2 separate regions of the Rattus norvegicus genome follow, and region 2 is linked to region 1. A link is a contact called in public Hi-C data. All regions are on one chromosome and are shown on one strand. Each heading gives the region's core, a stretch centred on a gene start, on an enhancer-like site or on the middle of the called end of the contact. The rest is flanking DNA. Distances are from core to core; before and after follow the strand shown.

Region 1 (7,156 bases), core at 80-2,579:
CTGTAGTAAACAGTGGTTCTAGAGAACACAGACTCTGTGTCAGATACTTCTCTGCAGTTTTTAGATTAATAATTTTACACTTTAAAGTATGTAAAGATGAACTTGTGTGATGTGCTATGGGAAAGAAGCAAGGTTTTTGTTTTTTGTTTTTGTTTTTGTTTTTTTTTTTTTTTTTTTTTGGTGCCTATTTCAGTGGAAAGCAAAATTGAACGAGCTGCTACAATGTGTACTGGGTTGTCAGAAGGCAGGCCATATTTTCCATGAAAGGGTTGAGTGGTAAGTCCTAACAGACCTAAAATGTGTAGAGTGTTAGTTCTGATGCTGCACTCAGGATGGGCTAGAACTCGATTCACCAGTTTTGTAAGATGATTTTTCTGGCTTTCTTTTGGATTTGTGGCTGGGCAGGAAGCCCTCATTCAGAATCATAGATCTTAAAGTAATTATTTGCTTTTTTACTGTAAGTACTTTTAATGAATTCTTTCCTTCTGGGTATGGTGTATTACTACATTGGTAATCTGGTAAATTAGCTTTTTAAAGGGAAAATGCCTGTCTATCTCCCTTTGTTTCTCAGGTGTGCAGTTTGGTAGGCACATGAAAATTTTAAATGTCAAAGTTCTAAAGTCAAAGCAGCTTGGGCATACTGCATATCCTTTAGATATCAGATACTTGTTTCTAAAACCTGTGGTAATTATTTCAAGTGTGGTATTAGATCAAGTCAAATATTTATTCATTTTTGGTTTGGTTTGAGTCTCTTCTAGTTCATGGAAGCTAAAAAAATAGGAAATGTGCTTGATTCTATGAATTTTAGTAAAATAATATCAGTTCAGAGTTAAATTAGTGCAGTTCATTTTTATTTTGACATTTTTGCTTGGTTTAAAGTACAGTTATAGTTAAGAGAAGATAGAAATATGTTCATTAAAGCTAGTTCAAAACAAGTATAGCTATTTCCAAGTAAAATTTTGGGTAGCTACTAGGGTCTGTTACCAGACTTTTCTGTGAAGTATTTGAAGTTTAGTTTTGCTGAACACAGTTAGGTTTTGGACCTGGACAGCAATGTGTCCTCTTAATAGCCAAGCCCATAGTATATTGTTGGAGAGCGAGCAACAATTCTGGACTCTGGTAAACCCACGTGTGGCAAACACCACCCTATTTTCAGTAAGTTCTGAATCATATTTTGCTGTTCTAAAGGCGTTTATGTGCTTTCACCCCGGGATTTGGATCCGATCAGCGGCAAGCATAGAAAGAAGTGGAAGCAGAGGTGCAGAATCAGTCAGCCCTCAGCGGAGCAGTGCTGCTGCGAGAGCAGTCTCCGCTAATCCCGAGACAGCATTTGCTGAGCGCTTTGATTGTGTTAAATCCTGTGCTAATAATAAGCAGGAGGGAAATGGTCAAGATAACCTCTGTTTTTCTAAGAGTTCTTAGCTAAGTGAGGGGCCAGTGCTTTTACTAAGTATAGAACATTGCGATAAGCACCACAGTAGGCCACAGTCAGAGGTACGAGAGCCCTGGAGACAGGGAGGATGTTGTTGTTTCTGCTCAGTAAGTCAGAATTCCAAGAGTGTAATTTATTGAGCACCCAGTATATAGTGCATCATTAAATAAGTCAAACTACCTAGTGAGTGGTTAGCATTCCTCAGAGAATCCTCCAAAGTGACTGGCACTCCTATATTACAGATACACAGCAGTAGGCTGGACGCTTCAAAACATGGGGTCCGTTACCCAGCAGCGGGGTGGAGTCCTTTGGTTTTATTTGGAAAGTGGGCAGGCAAGGAGAAACTCTTCAAGGACTGGTCTTGACTGACTTTCTCTTTCTTTCTTTCTTTCTTTCTTTCTTTCTTTCTTTCTTCCTCCCTCCCTCCCTCCCTCCCTCCCTCCCTCCCTCCCTCCCTTTCTCCCTCCCTCCCTCCCCCCTTCTCTCTTTTGAATTTTTTCTGTTTCTAGTGTGAGTGAGTGGTAACAGTGGCAGCAGGCAAGCATAACAAGTGATGAACTGGCTGGTTTTGTGTGTCAACTTGACACAAGCTGGAGTTATCACGGAGAAAGGAGCCTCCCTTGAGGAAATTCCTCCATGAGACCCAGTTGTAAGGCATTTTCTCAATTAGTGATCCAGTGGGGCCTGTTGTGGGTGGTGCCATCCCTGGGCTGGTGGTCTTGGGTTCTATAAGAGAGCAAGCTGAGCAAGCCAGGGAAGCAAGCCAGTAAGTAATATCTCCCCACGGCCTCTGCATCAGCTCCTGCTTCCTGACCTGCTTGAGTTCCAGTCCTGACTTCCTTTGGTGATGAACAGCAGTGTGGAAGTGTAAGGTGAATAAACCCTTTCCTCCCCAACTTGCTTCTTGGTCATGATGTTTGTGCAGGAATTCAAACCCTGACTAAGACAAGTGGGTAACACCTTTTGTTTTGTAGCTCTTGTGTAGGCCCGTTTACCAGAACAGTTAACAGATCATAGGCAGTTGGCCTTGCAGCTTATGTACCTCAGTTTTGGGTTTCTCAGCTCTTCACAGCAGCTACTGTTACAGCTTTGTAACAGTGTTATGGCTCTCCCATGCTCGCTCTCCCACATGTGCGCTCTCTCTCTCTCTCTCTCTCTCTCTCTCTCTCTCTCTCTCTCTCTCTCTCCCTCCCTCCCTCCCTCCCACACACACACACACACACACACACACACACACACACACCCGCCCCATTCTCCACTCCCCACCCCCAGTTGTTGCTTCTGTTGGCCTTAACCTGTTTCTGTAACTAAGGGCACCTGGCCGCTTCAGTGCACTGGAAGCTCTGCTTGTCTCCTGCTTAGCTCGCCCTCTACTGTCTGATCACTCTGGGCAGTTGTGCAACTCCATGCCTCTGCTGCAAGTGCAGAATTCCCTTGGTTTTGCAGTTCAGTTAGAAGATCCATGTCCTCTGCAGCTTTCAAAACAGCTGGAAACTCCACACCTCTGTAGTGTGTTGAACTGCGGCATCCATCGTTGCCCCACTCTATGGCCACTGTCCTGCGACGCTGCCTGTGCAATCTGCTCCACTAGAAGCAGGCAAGAAAAACCCACCTGGGAAAATCTTTTTATTAATTTAATGCTACACCTAATGTTGTAGCATTAGGGGAGGCAACACAGGAGTGTTAATTAGTTGGCTCAAAAAGTGGTCCTCCTTCATACACATGAGGGTTTATGCCAGTCATGCTATTGTCCTTTCTGGGTCTGTCACAGCGGTCCTGCTAGGCCACCAGTGAAAGTGCACTCCCAGTCTGACCTGGGGGTAATGACTGAAGTGTCTCAGGGCTTCGTAAACTTTTTCTTCTTGTGACCCCTCTTTTTGTTTGAAACAAATCTAGGCAACACCAGGTGCATCGATATCTAAAATAGGTGCACAACGCTAGCAAGATCGCTGAGTGGGTAGGGACACCCACTGTCAAAGCCTTATGATGCGAGTTCATCCCGGTGTGAGACAAACTACACACACACACACACACACACACACACACACGTGCGCACACACACAGAACATAGTGTCATTTTAAAATTCTAAAACAAATATATATAATACAGTGTACATTTACTGCTAATAAGTCAAATATATTTCAGAAAATTCATTATAGGTATAATAATCCCACTTACTAAAGACAAAATCAAGTTTGCATACTAATAATGTAGATGTTTATTTTTACATAAATAATTAAATCGGTAAATATTTGATACTGCATGATGAAGAGTATCTTCAGAATTCTATGTGAGGTAAACACACTGCCGTTGATCCCTGCTTCAGAGGTTTCATAGTTGATGAATATCTTCAAGTAGACTGATCAATGCTGAGAATACCACTACTCAGGGTAGCATGGTAGAAGTGTGTTGACACGGTGTTAACAACGTGACAGATGTTAGTACTGTCTGAGAGGTGAGCCTTTGGATAAGTCTGTGGGGATTGTTGAGTGAGGTGATCTGGCCCACCCACTGCAGATAGCCTCGTTCCCCAAACGTGGAATCCTAGAACACATACCTGGGCACAAACACTTGTGCATGTCTCTGCTCAAGCTCCCATGCAGGGACTCTTCTGTTGCAGTAGACTGTAGCCTCCGCTGGGAGCTTTGCATACTGTTGTGGGGTTCTGAGTCGTGTCTTTCTAAAACCACCTAGTTTTAAGATATTTACTTCATTGTGTGTGTGTGTGTGTGTGTGTGTGTGTGTGTGTGTGTGTGTGTGTTTTCCTGCATGCATGTATGTCATGACATATGTAGAGTGTGGGTGTGGAGCCCTTAGAACTGGAGTTAAAGTTGATAACTGTAAGTCTACCGTCTGGGTTCTGGGACTTAAACTCTGGTCCTCTGAAAGAGCAACAATTGCTCTAAACTGCTGAGCCATCTCTCCAGCTCCAACAGCAATTTTAAAAATAAAACATTTTAATATAATACAATTTAGAGATATGTAATTTGTTATACATCCAGGAATGACGGTAGAAAATATGAAAAGTCTTTGCTTTCGCTAAACCATTATCTGTAAGAGCCAAAAACTTTGTATGTATTTATATGCATAGTAAAACCCTGTAGTTCATAGTGTACAGTAGTCTTCAACCTGAATGAAGGCATTTCAGGATCGGCAGTCTGTGCCGTAGCAGTGCAGTCATCAGCACAGCTCACGGTGTGTTTAGAGCAACGCTGCCTGCAGCAAATGCCTGCAGCGCGGTGCGGCCGGCCGAGCCCTTTCAGAACCAGATTCAGCTCACCCTTCTTGCTTGGTTAGTTTACCCTAATGCTTTACATAGGATTAGGTGGGATTGACATTTTTTTACTAAAAATTTTTTTACCTAGACATTGCCCTGGAATGAGCTGCTGCCCATTAGGAGTGACTGCTTTACTGATTTCCCGGTATTCCTTTTCTTTCTTCCTCAGCTTCATTGCCCCAGCATCTGTGAGCAGTGACACTGTGGTGTAGAAAATCCCCAAAGAAGAGTTGAATTTTAGAATTTGTCCATTCTGAAGCTGTAGCTCTTGATTTTCCTTTTTGACTTTTATGTTGGTTCATGTATCTAAGCAAAGTTGTTTTCTTTGGGAGAGCATCTGCTTTAATAGTTGTCCTTTAGGCAGTTAACATAGAGCTGGGTTTTTTTAAACCTGAAAATTGACAGCAGCCAGTGTTTCCTTTTCCGACAACCATAATCTTAGTTGAAAATTACTGTTATTTCCCTTTGTGATTAAGAAATGATAGGTAGTGTTACTCTCCACACAGTGCCGCTCTTAGGTAGGAAGCATGGAAGCTTGGCAGCCCCTTGGCAGCCCCAGTTGGCATGTTGTACTCCGGTCAGTGTGTGTCATACAAGGAGGCCAGGGTCTTGAGGCAGAGGGCGAGTTTTACAGGTACAGTTGTTACAACTCTACTGCCCCCCTCAGGTCACGGAGCAGCACGTGGACGGTTTCAGGGCCATTCTCTGGGCTGTGGGACTTAGTAACATTCCCTAAAACCCTGTTGGTTAGATGTTTCATTTGTTGCTTTTTCTCAGCTCTGAATCTTGAGAACTGGCCTCTTTAAGAGGAAGAAGGAAAAAAAGGGAAAGGGCTGGGGAGATGGCTCAGAGGTTAGGAGTACGGGCTGCTCTTCCAGAGGACCCAGGTTCAATCCATAGCACTCAAATGGGAGCTCACAACTGTGTGTTCCAGGGAATCTGACACCCTCACACATACATACATGCAGGCAGAACACCAATGCAGAAATTTAAAAAGTTACTTAAAAAAGGAAAAAAATCAAATTAGTGGTTTTGCTAAATAAGTAAAGTTTGTGTTAAGATTTATTAATTCATGTAATTTTGTGTAAAATAAACGACCGTGCTAGAATCTCTTAAATTATTAGTCTTTTTTTAATTCTTACTATTGAGGTGGGCTTTTGAGTTTTTAGATGCTCATTCCACATTTGTATTCTAGATTTAACAGCCTTCAGCGAAACAGTCTTTGTTTTGTATGTATCATTGTATGTGTGATGTGTGATGGGTGTGAGCAGCGTGTGTTCCGTTGTACACGTGTGGTGGTCAGAGGTCCTGAGCATCGTGTGTTCCATGGCGCATGCGTGGAGGTCAGAGGACCTGAGCAGTGTGTGTTCCATGGCGCATGCGTGGAGGTCAGAGCACCTCTCCAGTTTCCAGCCTGGGTTTTCCCTGCACAGCAGCACTTTACTTGCCAAGCCATCTTGCTGTCTGGAATGTGGTTGTTACATTGCATAAGGTCTTCCCATTATTTTCATGAGGGATTTATTGTGATTGATATATTTCGGGTCTGCTCCACTGCTCTGTGTTCTACCCGAGAGATGGTGACAGTTACTAAAGACCGATTTTATTTTAATGGTTTGTGTCATATAACTGGAGTGAGAACTGTTATGCCATATATTCTAGGAAATTTTAGTGCTAGGCAGAGTAGTTTATTTCTTTTTCTAATGTGACAGACATATTATAATTTTTAGTTTTTCATGAGGATTTTGATTTTTGTATGCCAGTGGTGTTCTAATGTAGTACAAGGTAATCTAACTTTTAGTGGTGAGTAATCTCCAGTTGTTTGGATGTCAAGGAGTGTAATCTTTGAAATTTTTGTTTGTCATTTTATTTTTTTAATATTTTATTTTACTTTTTATTTTTCAAGACAGGGTTTCTCTGTATAATAGTCTTGGTTTCGCTGGACTCAGTTTGTAGACCAGGCTGACCTTAAACTCACAGAGATCCACCTGCCCCTGCCTCCTGAGTTTTGGGATTAAGTGTTTGTACCACCATGCCTGGCTCATTCCTGAAGACAGATCCACACTCTTTTGAAGTTAAACTTTAAATAAAGCCGTCAGAAATAAAAGTTCTAGGATTCTTGAGCTGTGTATAGCCTGAAAGCCATTGCTTCTCGGTTACTGCAGGCGCGGCATGATACAAGAGCTCTCTGCGGTCTCTCTAAGTGCTTAAGAGAAAATGAAATAAATCTAGTTTCTACTAAAGGATTGGTCATTGTCTGCAGCAGTCACCACTCAGAGGAGAGGGCATCAAGAATCTTGGTGTGGTGGGGTAGGGTAGCACTTGGGGTAGAGGCAGGTGGTCTTTGAGTTCAAGGATCCCTGGTTTATATGAGGAGTTCGAGGCCAGCCAGATCTATACAGTGAGACCCTGCTCCCCACATCCACACTTCACCTCCCCCATCGACCCC
Region 2 (7,250 bases), core at 1,262-3,761, 43 kb before region 1:
GCCCCAAGCCTCTCATCAGATTTTAAAGCAATAGCTAGGTAATCTGATCAAGTACGTGTACTTTTACATGTGCTTTCTGGAGATAGCATCTCAACAGAAAGAGATGACTATGCGGGTGGATACTACAAGTATCACGGGATTACAGACAGGATTGCCAGTGTCCACTCTAATTTACTCTCGTCATAGTAGCCACGCTACCCAGCTCTCGGATGGACGGACCAAGGCAATGGTCTCCTTTGTAGAACAATGGACGCTTGACTACACGTGAAACCTACTTGAGCAGCAGTGTGCATATCACCCGAAACACTAAAAACTGCTACGAGCAATTCTGACTTGAGCTTCCTTGTAGGCTTCAGGGTATCGGCCTGACCACATTTCCCCTCACCTGTTTTCGGGGTTGCTTTTGCGCTGTACAGTCGCGCCCAAAGAACGCGCGCATCTAGCATGAGCTCATCTTTCGGGGGCGTTTCCAGAAGGCCAGACCTGGCAGTGTGCGCCTGCTGCAAAGGGCTCCCCCCACCCCCACGATATCAGCGGCCCCCCGCGACGGGCGGGCGCGGCTGCCCAGAGGCGCTCCCTCTCTGGAAGCTTTGTTTCCATTTGAGTGCCTACGTCTTTCAGGGAAGACGTTCCCATATCCTTAGCTCGCGCGGTGGGGAGCCTCGGGCGCACTCGGTAAGCTGCGCCCCGCGGAGCTCCCGGGAATGGGGACAACCTCTCGTCCCACTAGAGCGCTCGCGGCTCGGCCCTCCGACCGCCAGCATTTTCAGACCGGCTGCACAGCCAGCACGAGCGTCGGGTCGGAGAGCAGACGCAGGCCGACCACTCAGCCGGTCCGCCCGCTCTAGGGACCACCCGAGGCCAATCCCACTGCAGCTAGGTCTTGCGATTACACAGCAGTGGTCGCCCATTGGCCGCCGCCACGGGCTCCTACACCCTCCTTCTCCCTTTTGCGGCTCCCCTCCCCCGCGCTACAGCTCCGATGCTGCAGACCAATGAGATGGCACTTTATAGATGCACTCCCTCCGCTTTCGTCTTCTCCCCGCCTCAAAGAGGGAGGGGAGGCTCTGACTGGCCAGATGTCCTCGGAAGCCCCCTTCCCTTCACCAATCACTGAGAAAAGAACACGCCCGGTGGAGTTGTCCAGCCAATGAGGAAACGGGCGCGGTGCCCAGCCGAGTAGTTCCTCCCGCGACTCGGGAGTTTCGCTGTCCTTAACTCTTCAGGCTTCCCCCTGCGGGCCTAGAGCTCCGATTGGCCACTGTCGCTATTGTCGAATCTTTTCTCCAGCCAGCCACAGAACAAGGCGAACCCTCTTTCCCTCTTTTCGGCTACCTTCGGCATTCCTCGTTGCCGGGGCGTGGTCTCCCAGCGGCGTCTCCTCATTGGTTATTTAGGCCGCTCGGCTTTTTCCGGCCGGAGCTGCAAGCAAACGACGTCTTTGATTGGTTCCAGCTTAGGTTTCGGCTCCACAGCCGAAGCTGGCGGGCGCGGGCTCGGCGAGCGATTCCCAGACGCCTGTTACGCGGGCGGCGGGGCGCTGGGCGGTGTAAGGCTGGGTGGGGGAGGAAGGAGGCGGAGGACGAGTAGGAAGGGGGAGGGGGGAGTGGGGAAGGGCTAGGCGACTGCGCAGACGGCGCGCCTCGCACAGAGCAGCCCCCGACCCGGCCGAATGCGGGCTTGTGTCGCCGCCGTCGCCGCCGCCTGGGCCGAGTGACAAAGGAAGGAAGGCAGCGAGGAGGAGCCGTCCCTGCAGCCGCTGACAGGGCTTCGGGCTCGGGGCACAGCGCGGACACTTCCCGAGCAGCCGCTCAGCAGAGGCGAGGGGCGGAGGCCGGCCGTGCCGGGGCCGCGGACGGGGGAGGGGACCCCGAGGGACGGAAGCGGTTGCCTGGTTCCCATGTCCCCGGCGTATGGGGAGCAGTCAGGGAGCCGCTGCCTGGGGTCTGAAGGGAGCTGCCTCCGCCGCCGCTGCCGCCATGGCCGCTGGATCCAGCCACCGCCTGCAGCTGCTCCTGGCGCAATGAGGAGAGGAGCCGCCGCCGCCACCGCCCGCCACTGACTCGCGACTGCGCTGCCCTCCGATTCACCCGGCCGCCGCCGCCGTCAGACCGCCGGATCCCTCTGCTGCCGGAGCCGCAGCGTTTGCCGTCGCATCTCCGAGCCATCTCCTCCCTCCTTCCCATCCCCCTTCTCTTCAAGCGTGAGGCTCGTGATCCTTCCGCCGCTTCCCTTCTTCATTGACTCGGAAAAAAATCCCCGAGGAAAATATAATACTCAGAGTACTTATTTTCAATCAAGTATTTGCCCTCGTTCACGTGATATATATATATTTTTTAAGGATTCCACTCCACCCTTTTTCTCCTCTCCCAGGAAAGGGAGGTGAAAGAATTATATTTTCCCCCCAGCTCTAAATCATCTATGTGTTAAATATCCGTACCGATCTGTCTTGAAGAAATACATAGCTCCTTTTTTTTTTCTTCTTAAATAGCTATACAAAAGGAGTGAAAGGCCAAGAGAACGAAGTCTTTTTTTTTTTTTTCTTGCGGGAGAACTTAATGCTGCATTTATTATTAACCTAGTACCCTAACATAAAACAAAAGGAAGAAAAGGATTAAGGAAGGAAAAGGTGAATCGAGAAGAGCCATCATGTCGGGGCGACCGAGAACCACCTCCTTTGCGGAGAGCTGCAAGCCAGTGCAGCAGCCTTCAGCTTTTGGTAGCATGAAAGTTAGCAGTGAGTATCGATTTTATTTTACACCCTTTCTCCACCTCACCATTAAGATAAGAAACCTCGAAATACCAGGATCTAAACTAACAGACCTGATAGAACAGTCAGTCAGCCAGTGGTAGTGGAAAAGGGCAAAACCTGTCTTGACTCAAGATGAGGCAGCTCCTTTTTCTCCTCCCATACCCATACCCCCCTCCCCCAGCCTCATTAACCTTGAATTGAGAGAATATTAGTTTTATTTGGCTGATTGGATTCGAAACTTATTTTCTTACGTTCTCCGTGCTGTTGGTAGTCAGTCTTTTCAAGTGCCCCAGTGCCTCCGGGTTAAGCGGTGGAAGCTTTCGCTTGCCCATCCCTTTGAATAAAGAGGACAACGCTTGATTAATAAACCATGATGTACATTTGCCGAGTCCGTGTCTTCTGGAATGAGGGGGTTTATTTTAGTTAGCTCAGGTTATCACGGGTCTGCATTCTAAATAGAGATACTAAATGCCCCAGCCTCCTAATATTTCCTTTTTGCCTGTGTGACTACACAAAGTATTTTTGAATCTGGGGAGGAACTTGCTTGGTAACCCACATTCCCGTTGGAGGCGAGCTAGTATCCATCCCTCACTCTTCTCCGGGCTGGTGGGAGCTGAGAAATATCCCGCAGCAGATGCATCTCTGAGTGCATTGTTTTTAATTTTTAAGTGGTTTAATGTGTTATCTCTTAACCTTCCTGTTTTGACATTACCAATCTGCCACCATATAATTTGTGTAATCAAAAGGTAACTTGGAGATTCAACTTTTGATTGAGGTTGTATTGCCATATTGCCAAATACTAAGTTAAGTGTTGTCACTGACTGTCATTTAAGTTTAATTTTGAAGTGGTGTTGCATTTATTACTTGTTAATTTTTTTTTTAAAGAGTACAAGTGGATACCTTTTTAGGCTGATTTAAAATGTATCTATGAGTATCTGTCAGTCTTTTGCTGGGGAATCTGTGCTGAAAAAAAAAAAAAGTCTGTGTTCTTGAAGTGTTTGGTATACCGAGTATCCAGTGTTCAAATGTATCTATTTGTGGAGATGTTTATGTGGTATTTCATGACAGCTTATTAGAACATAGTTGCAGATTCTGGCCAAAATATCTATGGTATTTTCCTTATTCCTTGAGAAAGAAGAGGGAGGAGATAGATAAAACTGTTTTGTGGCTGAGAGGAGCTGCTGTAACTGAAGAACTAAGATTTTTAAAAAGTTAAAATGCATGTGCTGTTATGTGCAATTGATTAAGCAACTGGGAGTGAGGAATCCTCCAGTTGCACGCAGGATTGTTATGTGCAATTGATTAAGCAACTGGGAGTGAGGAATCCTCCAGCTGCATGCAGGATTGCAGTTCTGTAGGCTTTTGGACCTTGTCTGGAACAGAGAAGTCCAAAGTTGTATCCAGAGCGATAGCTGAGTGGGAGAGATTTTTGCAAGTTAACTTTTTTCTTTCCTTCAGTGAGTGACTAGCCAATTTAGAACGCAGGGCATGTTAAGAGGGAAGCTGATTTCACATCTTTCAGGGAAGGGTCATGCTTTCTAAGCACTTTATGGAGTCATTTGAAAGGAATTTTAAAAAATGCTAGGGTCATTTTCAGTGATGATGAAGTAGACTTCATGGTAACTACTGAAGAGCCTTTCATGGTACTTCAGTATTTGTGCTTTGACTAGTTTAAAAAAAAAAAAAACCCAGTCAATTTTAGACCATTTATGAGGTTTATTTCAGAGATCTGTAATGCCAGACTAAAATACCAAAGTTGGGAATTTCTCTTCTTGTTTCCAGGATTTTCTTTGAAAACAACTTAGCCTTGATAGAGTTTCTTTAGGGTGGAGGAAATCCCAGAGGAATATAGTTTAAAGTGTTTTAATTTTATATTTACCATATCAGTCAACATTAAAAAGATGCTAATTATTACTATTTTTTTTTTAAAAATAACCTTGATATTAAGGACACATAGATGAAAGAGGAATTTGTTAGGGTGCTGGTGTTCAAAAAGGCATGTATGACATTAAGTCCTTGTTCCCAGAGCCTCTGATGTAAAGGCATACACATTCAGAAAAGGGCGAAGGCGATAAGCCTGATAACCGCAGTATTATAAAACGCCAAGTGAACCATTTGTTCAGAGGGACACAGGAAAAGGGTGATGAGGAAGGAGCAGGGAGGTTTCCGCAGAGGTGCTTCTTAAAACAGGTGCTGGCTAAGTCCATGAGCCTGTGGAGACACAAGCAGTGCACTGGGTAGAAGGCAGGCCCAGCCAGTCTGTTCTGTATGGGAGGTAAGGTGGTATATCTCAATTACCCCAGCCTACACGGGAGAACCGGGACGTGGGAGCTGAGGCTTAGAGGAAAGTAAGTTAATAAAGGGCAGAAAAGGCCTGTAGGTTCGGGTGGGGATCTAGGAGCTATCTGTCTGCACTAACTGTGCATTGCTGAACAAGACGTTCTGAAGGGATTTGGATAGCTGAAGGGAGAGACATTAGAAGCCTTTTGGGAGATAGTAGACTATGTTAGAGATCACAGTGAAATGTGAACATGGGATGAAAGGAAGAGATTTGAGGACTCATGAGGGAAAAGCTGGCAGGGCTTTGGATTGGACTGAAGGAGAATATTTGTGGAGTCAGGAGTTAAAAATAAAGTCTGAGGTTATTGGTCTGGAAGACTTGACCGCTGGGTTACATTGTTCATTGTAATGGGAAATTGAGAAAATGCTGAGACGAGAGGGCGGATGAGTTCAGTTTTTAAAAATGGCATACAATAAGTGTCTGGCGGTCGGTTACTAGCAGAGCTTAACTTTCTAGTCTGTTAATTTCTAATCCTCACCTAGAAATGCCAGGTTGTATTTGAGGACAGTAACTAGAGGTTATACTTAAACACATATTTTGTTTTGTTTTGAGACAGGGTTTTTCTCTGTGTAGCCCTGGCTGTTCTGGTACTTACTTGCTATGTAGACCTGCCTAGCCTTGAATTAACAGATACCCACTTGCTTCTGCCTCCCAAATGCTGGGATGAAAGTGCCTTCCACCACTAGTCATTTTATATAGTCTTAATCTTTGGGTCATTCTTAAATGTATTTTTCATAAGTAATGCTTCTTAGGTAAAATTTGCCTGTAAAATAATACCTTTAAGATTTAATTAAAAGTTGATTGTTAACATTTTTTTCTGTTGAGGCATTATTAAATAAGTATATTTCAAATATTTTTTATTTTAATTTATTTTTATTTTGTGTGCATTAATGTGTTACCTGTATTTCTCTCTGTGTGGGTGCTGGATCTTGGAGTTACAGACAACTGTGAACTGCCATGTGGTTGCTGGGAATTGTAGTCCATGCTGTTAACCACTGAGCCATCTCTCTAGCCTCTCAAACACTTTTTCCTTGCTGTAATGAAATCAATTTTTATTCACATCCAGATTTATGGAGATTAAATGAATATTAACATATACACAGATTCTACTGTTGAATAACACCTTTTACTCAAAATAGAGTGAGTGCACGGTGATTTTGGTTAACATTTTGTCAGATGCTTATGGTGAGGCTGGGCAGTGGTGGCACACGGCTTTTGATCAGCACTCTGGAGGCAGAGGGACTTGGATCTCTGTAAGTTTGAGGCCAGCTTGGCCAAGGCTTATGGCGAACCATTGGAAGACAACTTGGCTGGTTGCTCAGATATAGTGCTTGTATATAAGGTATGGAAAGAGGGAAATACTATCACTTAGGTTGTTTCAACACATAACATTTTCATTAGCAGCTGTGGCACACATCTTTAATCCCAGTTCTGAGGAGGCAGGCCGGTCACTGGTTGCCCTGTCGACATGGCAAGTGAAGTAGTTCCAGGTCAGCCAGGACTGCATAGAAAGACAACAACAACAAAAAAAAAATCATCAGTGAAAATAGACCAATTTATAAGTTGCATAGTATTCTGCAATATCAAATTATACTGTCTTATAATCAAAGACTAGTTAGCAACTTGGAGGCGCCCTAATTTCCAAGGAAGGTTCATTTCCTTGTGATATGGAAGAAATAGGTTATTAGGAACTATTCCTCACCCCCCCCCCTTTTTTTTTTTTTTTGAGACAGGGTTTCCCTGTGTAGCCCTGGCTGTCGTGGAACTAGCTTTGGAGAGACAGAGATCTGCCTTCCTCTGCCTCCCAAATGCTAGGATTTAAGTATGCCCCACCACACCCATCTCACTAGCTAATTTCTTGATTTTCCTATTTAATGGAATAAAAACAACCCTGTTTGTGAGTGAGATTGAAAACCAGGACCTTGCTTTTCACTCCTATTAGCTAGACTGACTCACAGCTGTTAAGACTTAGGATATTTCGGTCAGCGTCGCGTGGACCTCTGGTGCATACACCTTGAGGATGCTAAGTATCAAGTGGCAAGCACTATTCCAAAACTTTAGGGACCTAGAGATTGAGCAGTTTATCATGGCTGACTAGAAACTGCATTTAGAAAATGAGGTGTCTTCTCATATTACCACCCCTTCAGATGGTTCTTG

The links. Hi-C and Micro-C count contacts between places; a contact is called where the count stands out from the background.
Region 2: a contact with region 1 is called in a Hi-C map of liver, with 3 times the contacts expected there. The contact joins the promoter of Gsk3b here to the enhancer-like site in region 1. A contact is called at or near these places in 6 of 12 Hi-C or Micro-C datasets (frontal cortex, hepatocytes, kidney and 2 more).

The regions. Positions count from the first base shown.
Region 1 is chr11:76,103,929-76,111,084 of GRCr8, reverse strand. All of the region lies in intron 1 of Gsk3b (glycogen synthase kinase 3 beta), which reads left to right. Among named protein-coding and RNA genes, the nearest start is that of Gsk3b, 46 kb to the left of the region's middle. Within about 2 kb of position 1,329, at least 9 of the 93 cell types and tissues checked have an H3K27ac peak or open chromatin away from gene starts, as enhancers often do. A contact at or near this core is called in liver, where this site is marked.
Region 2 is chr11:76,148,510-76,155,759 of GRCr8, reverse strand. It overlaps Gsk3b (glycogen synthase kinase 3 beta), which reads left to right and starts at 2,511. Exons shown (of 11, transcript NM_032080.1): 1 at 2,511-2,737. The coding sequence starts at 2,650.